Regions from separate parts of the Pan troglodytes genome. Here region 2 is linked to region 1. A link is a contact called in public Hi-C data. All regions are on one chromosome and are shown on one strand. The core of a region is the stretch at or near the end of the contact, and the rest is flanking DNA. Distances in the headings are between cores, read along the strand shown. Region 1 holds the start of MSRA (methionine sulfoxide reductase A). Region 2 overlaps MSRA (methionine sulfoxide reductase A).

Region 1 (5,328 bases), core at 1,859-4,358:
ACCATCTCCACATACAGGGCAGACACATTGCCGTGTGCCCTACCAGCCAGCCAGCGCTGCCCAGATGCCCCCTAACCTGAACACAGCAGGCTGCAAATGAGGCAGTCCAGGGCAGGTTCAGTTTTCACCACTCACCCAAGTAGGCCTGTTCATGTTTTGATCCATTTTAGGTAGCCTGGGATAAATTAAACACTGAAAAACTTTGAAGGTTTGACTCTTTCCTTCTTGCAAGGTGGAAATCTTGGTCACAGTTTGTAAAAGGGTGGAATTGTCCTTAAGAATATAAAAATGGTAGGATGAACGCTAAGATGGTAATCCTTAACACCACAAGTATTTGGTAATGGTACACACCTGATACTAGGCTTATCTAAAGGCACTAAAGAAACAGGCCTTCTGCAGTCAAAAGGTGATGCTTTTGTCACGCAACTTTTGAGAGTCGGTACAAATAAGAACAGACAAGGATGGAGGTAATATAGAGAAGGGAGGAGTTGTTAAACAGGATCCAAGTTGCCGTGGAGGTGAATTCCACATTCAGAACAATACTAAATCCTTAAGTTTCAAGTTTACAGCTACAGAAACCCACTGAAGAGATAACACTGCCCATTTCTGGAGCCAGTCAGGACTTTCAGCAACCTGTCAAGGCTCAGAAGTGGAGACTGGAACGTCCACAATCTAAATTTCAAACACTTTTTGTGGAAAAAGTTACAACAGATGAACAATAAGGACATATGCATTGTAGGCTTGGCCCTACACCAAAAAAAAAAAAAAAAGTTTACTGGCCCAGATACAGAGATGTGTTGGTGTACCAAAAACACTCACAGCTATATGGAGACAGCAGAGCCTGGAAAGGAACCAGGTCCTGAGGTTTTGCAGTTAAAAGTTATGATGGGGATAAGAAAAAAATTGTTGGCTCATTTCTGAAATGTTTGCTAATCTTTTACCAAAAATGTCATTTACATATTGGGAAACTGATTGGGAAGACTTTGGTTAAGATAAAGCCAAAGTAAATTTTGGTCCATCTTGACCGTGAACCAGTTTGGAAATCTGAACAAGAGTTTTTGGATTATTTGGGGTTTTTTTTTTTGTTTTTTTTTTTGGGGGGTGTATGGGAGGGCATAGCAAAGATACGGTAGTGTGTGAAGGGGAAGTATAGCACAAGCTGAGGAAGTCTGGCATTTGAAAAGTATCGCCTTTAAACATGCACGTATAAATACCTGCCTGTAAAACAAAGAAAAAATTTTAAGATGCATTTATAAGGTTTAGATAATCTGGTTATATTTTATAAATCTATATATAAGTATAGATGTTTACTAATCTAGATTTGTTTCAAAACTCAATCTCTGCATTTGAATCAAAAATAAACTTTTACGGCTGAGTAGGAGATGAAATGATGGGGAAACCAGGAAACAGAAACTGCTAATTCGATTAATAATAAGCCAGTCACACAATTTCTAAACTGCCTCTAATCCAAAAAACCTCTACCTTTTCTAATCTCATACTGATTATTCTACGAGATGACAAACTCTCAATATGACCTCCTATCCTCAACAATTCTTGAAGGAAAAGAAAAAGAAACTTCTAAGGAAATTTTTTAAATGCTGAATTTCTCTGGCATTGAGCCACGTGTAGATTAAACATCACTTAATCCTCCAACAGTTCTAAGGCAGTGGTTTACAAGCTACAGCGTACATTACAATCACCTGGAGGACTTGCGTTAGAGATTGTTGGGCTCCACCCCCAGAGTCTCCGATTCAGTAATGGGGGAACGCCAACCCAGGTGGTGATGCTGCTGCTGCTGCGGCAGGTGGGGGCACTCTGAGAAGCGCTGCACTAAGGTAATATTAACGTGTGGCCCTCGTTCTGGGAAACCCGTGCTGTCTGCAGCAGAAATTGCCAAGATTTTGAAAACTTTTATAGCAGTTTACCATTACATGGCATCGAAGCACGTGAACATTTTTCTAGTATTTCACCCTTATTGTATTTTCCCAAAGTACTGATGTGAGAACGACTAGAAAGTTTTCCAAGTTTGTGGAGCATCGCTTTAAGCTGACCCAGCATACGGCAGCCCCTGCCCCCTGGGGACAGCGGGGCCGACCTAGGGCACGAGGGGGGACTAGGGGTGACTCTTTCAGCCAGAACACTGGCCTGAGACGCAGTTCCACACTTAAGGTTTTCATCGTCTCGTCTCATTCTGGCATTTCCCGGGACAACACTCGCACCAGCCCCGCTGCAGGTGCCCTGGGTCCCGGCGGCCGGCGCAGAGGAGACAAGAAAGGAGGGCGCAGGCACAGCGCCGCGGGCGCCCGCGAGCAAGGGCAGACCCCAGCGGCACATTTCCTGCCCCAAACTTGGGGCCGCCACGGTATGCACTCCGGGTAAGTGAGACCGATGCACTAGACTCCTTCAAAATGCCCAGTTTGGCTCCAGAAGATGACGAGCCAAACAAAGACAAAGGGACGTCAGTGGACCCCAGCGTCTCCCCGGCCACTGCCGGCGTCCCTTCGCGCCTGCGCAGACCCCACCCCGCGACCCGCCCGAGGCCAGCCCACCGCTTCCTTCCGGGCAGCGGGCGCGCTGCCGCCGGGCTCAGGCGCGCGTGCGCAGCGCCGCCGCCCGCGCCCTCCGTGTGGCCAGTGCTTACCCGCTACAGGGGTCTGTTCCTTCCGGCCCGGCAAGGCCTCCTGGGGGCTGACGATGTTCGAGGCCGAGTTGCCCATCCTCTGGACGGGAAAGAGGCTGTGGAGGAGGAGGTGGAGCTGCCAAGCCCTCCGGGTGGCCGAAAGCATGGGAGGGCGCCAGCCGAAGGGTGGTCCCGGGGGACGGCGCTACCGGCAGCGGAGCCGCAGCCGGAACGGCAGAGAGTGGGGTCCGCGGCCGGAACCGGGGGGCGGCAGGGGCGCCGGCGGGCGGGCGCGGGGCGCTGCTGGCGGGGCTGGCGGCCGCCCGTAATCGAGGTTGCCCAAGGCCGGGGCCGTACCGGCTTTCACCGGGGGCGTGTTCCTTCCCTGGACAGGGGGTGTGGCCCGGCGAGTTCCTCAGGTTCTCTCGGGACGAAGTTCTCGGGCAGAGAACAAGTGCGCTCCTGTCGTACGAAGTACGTGAAGCGGCAGAGGCCAAAAAACACGCCGAGCCCTTGGGGATGGGGTTTGATTTTAAAGTTGCTGCCGTATCGCCCCGACTTCGCAGTTTAGCAGTGCCCAGTAAGATAGAAGAGGACCTGCCTTGCAGCCAGCTAGACTGTCAGTTTTTATTGGAGACATTGTCATGACGGCCATCAGAAGGGTTCCTATTCGTCCAAAGTGAAAACTAAGCACAGTTCTCAAAATGCGCGAAATAGGGAAGATGAATTCAATATTAAGTTATGTATTTACAAACATATTTAAGCCCATTTTGCAGCGGCCAAAATACGGGAGCAAGGCACCAACAGCACCATTAAGGCAGTGTAGGTGGACTTAATGGTGGTGGTGTATTATTCTTGTTTCTCAAATCATAGGAGATGACATTTGTTCTGTGACATTCTCAAACTAAATGTAAAGTGGTTGGAGCGAGGTGAGTGACTTGGGAGTTAATCTGTGTGAGATTTTGGCTTAACACATGTTCTGCCAAAATGGGCAGGTCGTCTCAGATGAGGGAGGGAACTTCAGATTAGCACCCACAGAAAGGAGGCTTTCACCCAGCTTCCTGCATGGATTTAGTTACCACTTTGTTTTCATGTGGTCTGGACTGTAAGGAGGGCAGGAGGCTTAGCAGTGCTATAGTGTAAAATGCGGTGTGTTGCCAGGCATACAACACTAAAAAGGCTCTAGCTTTGATTTTGTAATTTGTATTTCCCCTGGGCAAAATGATGCCTAAACTGTTTGTTATTGCTATGAGGCTATACCAAGTCGGTTCCACAGGCCTTTCATGAAAACACCCCAAGGAGTCCCTTCTAGGCTTGCGAAGGCCTGGTCACTATTAAGGGTCTGAAAAAATAGTCATTCTGTCAAAGACAATATTTTGTGTTTTTCAGTAACTTCTTTTTGATACATACTGGTTTGTCTGTGTTTTGTGGTTGATTGTATGAAGTTTCACATGCTAGAAATACTCTGCAACTAAGAGCTGAAGAATGTTTAGTGTGAAGAAATAACTTACTTGGCATGATGGCTCACTCCTGTAATCCCAACACTTTGAGAGGCTGAGGCAGGAGGATTGCTGGAGGCCAGGAGTTTGAGACGCCATCTTTACCAAAAAAATAAAAATAAAAAAATAAGGTATTTAAGTAGTTGGGCATGGTGGTGTGGTAGCGCACGCCTGTGGTCCCAGCTACTTGGGAGGCTGCAGCAGGAGGAGCGCTGGAGCCAGAGAGGTAGAGGCTGCAGTGAGCTATGATCACACTGCTGTGCTCCAGCCCGGGCAACAGAGCAAGACCCTGTCTCAAAAAAAAAAAAAATTAATTTTGATGTTAAATGAAAAAGTAAAACAAATGCAGTATGCGTGTATACGTGTAGTATATATGAAAATGCATGTACTCCCAGTTGCACACCCACTGAACAATTCGAAAAAAATGCAGTTTGTTGTGTTGTTCAGAATAGTGGGATTCTACTGCTTTTCCTTGTCTTTAAACTGTATTGTTACAACGTTCTCGAGTATTCCAATGGCTGTTACTTTTATAATTATAAAAGAATAAGCATTTTTAAAGAACAGATATATCTTATTTCAAAAACAAGGGTTTTTCGTTTACCAGAATAGCTGCAAGAGAAGTTACATTGAGTTTCTTTGGTGTTTTGAGGAAAGAATTGAACATTTTTGCCTTCAGTGGTGCCTTTTTCACCACTAGGACTTCCTTTTCTTCACACATTCCCCCTAATCCAGCGGTCCCCCACCTTTTTGGCACCGTGGATGAGTTTCGTGGAAGACAGTTTTTTTCCACAGATGGGGAAGGGGAGATGGGGGATGGTTTCGGGGTGAAACTGTTCCACCTCAGATCATCAGGCATTAGTTAGCTTCTCATGAGGTGTGTGCAGCCTAGATCCCTCACATGCACAGTTCACGATAGGGTTTGTCCTCTGATGAGGATCTAGTGTCGCTGCTGATCTGACAGCCACATCTAACTTGGGAAGGTGGGAGATGAGGTTCTCTTGCGGAGTGACTATACATCCAACTAATACTTGGATATTTGGCAGTTCTAATAATAAAACAAGAATGTTCTTTGGACAACTGTGTCACAATCTACTCCTCTGGCCCCTCAAATATCCATGGATACCCTTGTGACACATAGAACACACCCTGTTTGAAGAGAGAAAACCCAGCATTCTAAGCAGTTACTGCATCCAGCTCAGCGTCCATGAT
Region 2 (5,328 bases), core at 782-3,281, 99 kb before region 1:
ACCAGCTACTCAGGAGGCTGAGGCAGGAGAATGGCATGAACCTGGAAGGCGGAGCTTGCAGTGAGCCGAGATTGTGCCACTGCACTCCAGCCTGGGCAACAGAGCAAGACTCAGTCTCAAAAAAAAAAAAAAAAAAAAAGAAAAGAAAAAAAAAACCCCAAGTGTGTCCTTGAGGCTTCCACCTTCCTGAAGCAGTGAAGCCGATTTGGGTGCTACCTTACTGGGTTGTCACCCCTGCCGTAACCTTGCTAAGAACTATAAGTATTTTTGATGGCTACTCTTCCGCAAGGTTTTCAAGCACGCGTGTCCACCACACAGATTCAGTGAGTGCGTTTGACAATTTCCCATCCCTCAACAAGATCAGGCCTTTGCCACCCTTGCATTCTACTTTCAACAAATATACAATCTATATTATGGGTTAAGGATACCAGACTATTATTTCCTCTCCTCCACTGCTATCTATGATGGTACAGATTCCTGAAGCCAAGACCACATGGGTTTTGATTTAAACTTTGACCACAAGGCATTGAATATCCACATGAAAATTGTCAAATTTTGTCAAATACACCATTATGTTTATTTCTATATAATGTTAAACATTTGGATAATTTTTATGTAGTGATATCAGAGAGAGAGACATCCTAAAGCCTGGATCCGAAATAAAAGGATTGAAATTAAGAATATGAGATTTGAAAACCAACTGCATGTTCTAGCTCTAGAATTTTTTTCTAAAGCTGTTGCACAGCTTCCTCCTCGGACATATTTCGTAACGTAATAGCGAACACTTCGTTATGAAAGGGGCAACAAGGAAGAGCAGCCAGCGTACTTCATGGGTTTCTCAGACGGTGGGCGACACCCTCACCTGTGCTACCACTGCTGTCGCTTTGGGAAGTGACCAATGTCAATATCCCTAACTGCCACCAAAAAAAGATCAGTATATCTCTACCTCACCCATTGACCTTATGTCACTGTCGGTCTTAAAATGGAAAAAAAAGAAGGTAGAAAGCTGTGCTGAAGAAAGACGCTGGTGTGAGCATTCTCCTCTGAGGATAAAGACAACCAAATGTGAGGGAGTAAAAATAGGTCGGGTGGACCAGCAGGGAAAAGGAAGAAAGTATGAAGCAGGCACGTGAGAGGGAGACAGGATGAGTCACCAGGAGGGAAAGGAAGGTGGAAGGCGAGGGGGAAAGAACAATTAACTGGAAGAAAGACAGGTGCCTTATTTCCCCACCTCATGCCTCATCCACATGCTCCCACCAGACAACGGTCCAGCCAGGCCAACTTCTCAGCCATCTGCTGTCTATCCTTAATAAGCTTCACTCATTCCACTTTTGTAATTGTGGTGGAAGACACCTCATATTAAATTTATCATTGTAACCATTTCTAAGTGTACCGCTCAGTAGCGGTAAGTACATTCACACTGATGTACGATCAATCTCCAGCACTTTTTCACCTTGCAAAACTGAAACTCTGCATCCTTTAAACAGCAGCTCTTCATCCCCTCTTGTCCTCAGCCCCTGGAAATCACCGTTCTACCTTCTGTCTCTATGAATTTCACTACTCTAGGAACCTCGACTCAGTGGAATTACATAGTATTTGTCTGTTTGTGGCTGGCTTATTTCTCATAGCATCATGTCCTCAAGGTTCATCCCTGTTGTAGCAAGTGACAGAATTTCCTTCCTTTTTAAGGCTGAATACTATTCCATTGCACAGACAGACCACATTCTGTCTACCTGTTCACCTGTCAACAGGCACGTGGAGCTATTGTGAATACTGCCGCTGTGAACATGAAGTGTGCGTTACTCATTTTTAACAACCTCCTTCTGAATGGGCAGCACTTCCTCTTTCTTCATATGATTTTTTGGGGGAAAAAAGTACTTCTGTACTGAGCAAGAGATCCACAGAATCTAAAAAAATGAAGAGAAATATTTGTTTCACTGATTCCCCAATCCACCTAGATACCCAAGACCTGATTTAGCTGAGGCTTCTAAATATCCATCCTGAAATCAGCCTTTCCTGGGGCTCTTAATCGCCTTGTGATTCAGATCTAGTGAGTCATCTTCCTGCCAAGGACATAAACAATGGGCTAAAAGAAGCTGACACACACTGGCTCTCGGTCTTAAAAATACCTCTTTATTACACATTCCCTCTGAGTCATAAAAACAAACTCCTTCTCTAGTAGATTTTACATTGGACATATTTATACTTTTATGACTCAATCCAATTTTATTTATATAGACATATGTATACATGTGTTTATATATGTTTTTAGATACACACATATACATGTATTTGCACACAGAGAGTTTTGTTCTCTGTCTATACTTTTCAAGCTGAAGTCCAATTTGCTGATTTTTCAAGGGGATTTTCCACTGCAATACACACACAAATATATGTTCACAAGTACGTCTGATAAATTTGCCTGTGCAGTTAAGGGAGCCATGTTTCAGAGTGGAGGTGTGTACACACTGAAATAAGAAACTATTTTAGAAGCACCCCCAGTTTTCTTTTGAATAAAACAGACACAATAAATTGGCCATTATAAACCAAGGAAATAAGGGTCAGGTGGTGAGACACTGACATTCTAAAACTGTGCTAAACATTTCAAGTCACTTAAAAAGGCCAGGTAACCTTTTAAATGACCTTGGCCTTTACTAAAGGGTGGAGACATGGCCTTCTCATCAAGTGACACATGCAGAATAAGAAATAAGATTGGCAGGTTCATCTTCCCAGTCTAAATAATCTCACCATTGCTTTCCTTCAAAGATTCTAAATTTCAGCCAAACTTGTGCCTTGACCCAACCCAAGCACTCAACGCCCTTTCTCCTGCTAGAATGTTCTCTTTTTTTGTTTTGTTTTGTTTTTGAGACAGAGTCTTACTCTGTCGCCCAGGCTGGAGTGCAGTGGCACGATCTGGGCTCACTGCAAGCTCCGCCTCCCGGGTTCACACCATTCTCCTGGCTCAGCCTCCCGAGTAGCTGGGACTACAGGCACCCACCAACACGCCCGGCTAATTTTTTATTTTTTGTATTTTTAGTAGAGACGGGGTCTCACCATGTTAGCCAGGATGGTCTCGATCTCCTGACCTCATGATCCGCCCACCTCGGCCTCCCAAAATGCTGGGATTACAGGCGTGAGCCACCACGCCCAGCCTGCTAGAATGTTCTCTATTCCCTGTCCCTTCCTCTCTAAATCCTTTCCACTGACTAAGCTTCCTACAGGAAGCCTTTTTTTTTTTTTTTTTTTGAGACAGAGTCTCGCTGTGTCACCCAGGCTGGAATGCAGTGGTGCAGTCTTGGCTCACTGCGCCTCCCCAGGAAGGTGAAGCTCCTGGTGAGCTCGGCTCACCTCCACCTCCCCAGGAAGCCCTTCTTGATACCCTCCACAAGTAGGCACGGATCCTCCCTCCCCTAACCTCCTCCTTTACGGATCCCAACTAGATAGAGGGTATGTTGTGAATTATCACCATGCCTCATCCCCACCCCCCCATCACTGCCCACCTGACACACACACGCGTGCACCAGCCTGGGCTCCATAAAATCAACACCACCAGTGGTGTCCAGGGAGCGACAAGGGTCTGTCCACGCCACACCTTACTGATATATAAAATGAGAGATCCCTGTCTTGCTTCCCACTCCAAAGGTTCAAGGGCAGCAGAAACGATGCTGGAAAGGGATGCAACTGGGCAGTGCAGGGAAGGGACATGCAGGAGCTGAAGAGAAAAGGCTGTGCTTTTAAATCCTGCGCACTTTTCACACACGGGAAAGAAGAGGCTTCAGAACACGGGACAGAACAGGCCGGTTGTTTTCATATAAGTTAAATTACTGAGTCAGACAGAAAAACAAACCCACAGATATCTGTCAATCAAACTAGGCCATAATTGCTATGTGAGGCTGCTTTTTTTTGTTGTTTGTTTCTGTAGATTTGAGGTCATATATTAACACATTAATTGGCATTTTGGTCATAATTATCATGTAGTAAGCCGTTGATTACATGGTTGCATTTTGAAATTTTTAATTGGTTTGTTTCAATTGATAAAAGGTAATTTGTTTGGGGATGATGTTTCGAGTTATGTATTTAATATCACTGAATAGATAATTAATATAATGTAGCAATAGTAAACAATGACTATGTTAATTATCATCGAAGTGCACATATTTGTACAAATATGACAGACTGATTTTCTCTCTCGAGTTGTGTTGGTCTCTGCTCAGAGCCGGTGCACTGTGTCACTTTATTCATAGATGTAATTAGCAGCATCTCTCTCACCCACTTCCTTCAATTTGAAAAGAGCCAAGAAGATAGGACAAAGGACATCCTAGAAACCACAAGGCACTGTACTTTTCCCTCACTGCAGATTATCCCCTTAGAACTTCTCTGCATTTTCAGTCAGCTCTCGGCATTCCTGTAGTTTCAACTGAACCTTTTTATTAAAGTGTTCCTGGGTCATTAGGACACTTTTTCCCCAACCCAGCAAAGCAACTGCAATCCCAGTGTAAGAAAGCCTCCCTTGGTGGTTTAACTAAATTCAGTAGGAAAAAACAGCACTTACCAGCAACTATTTGTAAATTGACAGATAAAGTTGGCAAAATAAAAAAAAAAACCACCTTAATGTTTATAAAATCTGCTCTCCTAACAACAACAAAAATTCTTACTCACAAGAAATAGCATGAACATTATGGGCTCCATTTTAAAAGTTCTGCCTCTTTGTCATCAACAAAGTTGCTATGTTACAGACTGAGGCTTCCCTTGTGGCGTGGGACCCTGTCACCATCAACCAGCGGGTCCCAGAAATACACAGAACATCCCAGAGAGGGATAGGGCAAGAGCAGACAGCAGCCTGGGGCCCCCTATTCGTGGGTGCTGAAGAGGTTATTCCTGTGCCTCAAATGCCCCTGCCCTAACCTTCTCTCTTCCTCCTCTTCCCCCTCTGGAGACAGGGTAGGAATTCAAAGGCAGCCGCACCACCAGAAGAAAGAAATGACTCCGTTACCTGGTGCCATCCCATCTTCCTCTCTCAGCCTCTCCAGAGCAGAGGAAAGGGTGGGCTGCCCCCTCCCCAGCACCCAGTCCCCAGAATAAAGTACACAACACTGGCACTGGCTTGCCAGGACACCCAAAACTGGGACTCACCTCACAAGATCAAAGTAAAACAGATGAGCCCACATGAGTCAATTCCTAGATTAATAAACCTAAAGACTGGGGCAAGGGAACACAACTGGGCAGATACAGAGGGAGCTGTGGAAAACCGAGGGGTTAATTTATATGAAAAGGTAGTCAGGCTTGGAGATCAACAGTATCATCTGAAAAGCGAGAAGACAAAACTAA

What was found. A called contact is a pair of places that touch in the nucleus more often than the background predicts.
Region 2: a Hi-C map of induced pluripotent stem cells shows a contact between it and region 1, with 2.2 times the contacts expected there. The contact joins the enhancer-like site here to the promoter of MSRA in region 1. A contact is called at or near these places in 2 of 7 Hi-C or Micro-C datasets (induced pluripotent stem cells and stem cell-derived neural progenitor cells).

The regions. Positions count from the first base shown.
Region 1 is chr7:16,026,801-16,032,128 of NHGRI_mPanTro3-v2.0_pri, reverse strand. It overlaps MSRA (methionine sulfoxide reductase A), which reads right to left and starts at 3,108. Exons shown (of 12, transcript XR_010159154.1): 1 at 2,642-3,108.
Region 2 is chr7:16,125,019-16,130,346 of NHGRI_mPanTro3-v2.0_pri, reverse strand. All of the region lies in intron 1 of MSRA (methionine sulfoxide reductase A), which reads right to left. Among named protein-coding and RNA genes, the nearest start is that of MSRA, 99 kb to the right of the region's middle. Within about 2 kb of position 2,031, at least 10 of the 24 cell types and tissues checked have an H3K27ac peak or open chromatin away from gene starts, as enhancers often do. A contact at or near this core is called in induced pluripotent stem cells and stem cell-derived neural progenitor cells, where this site is marked.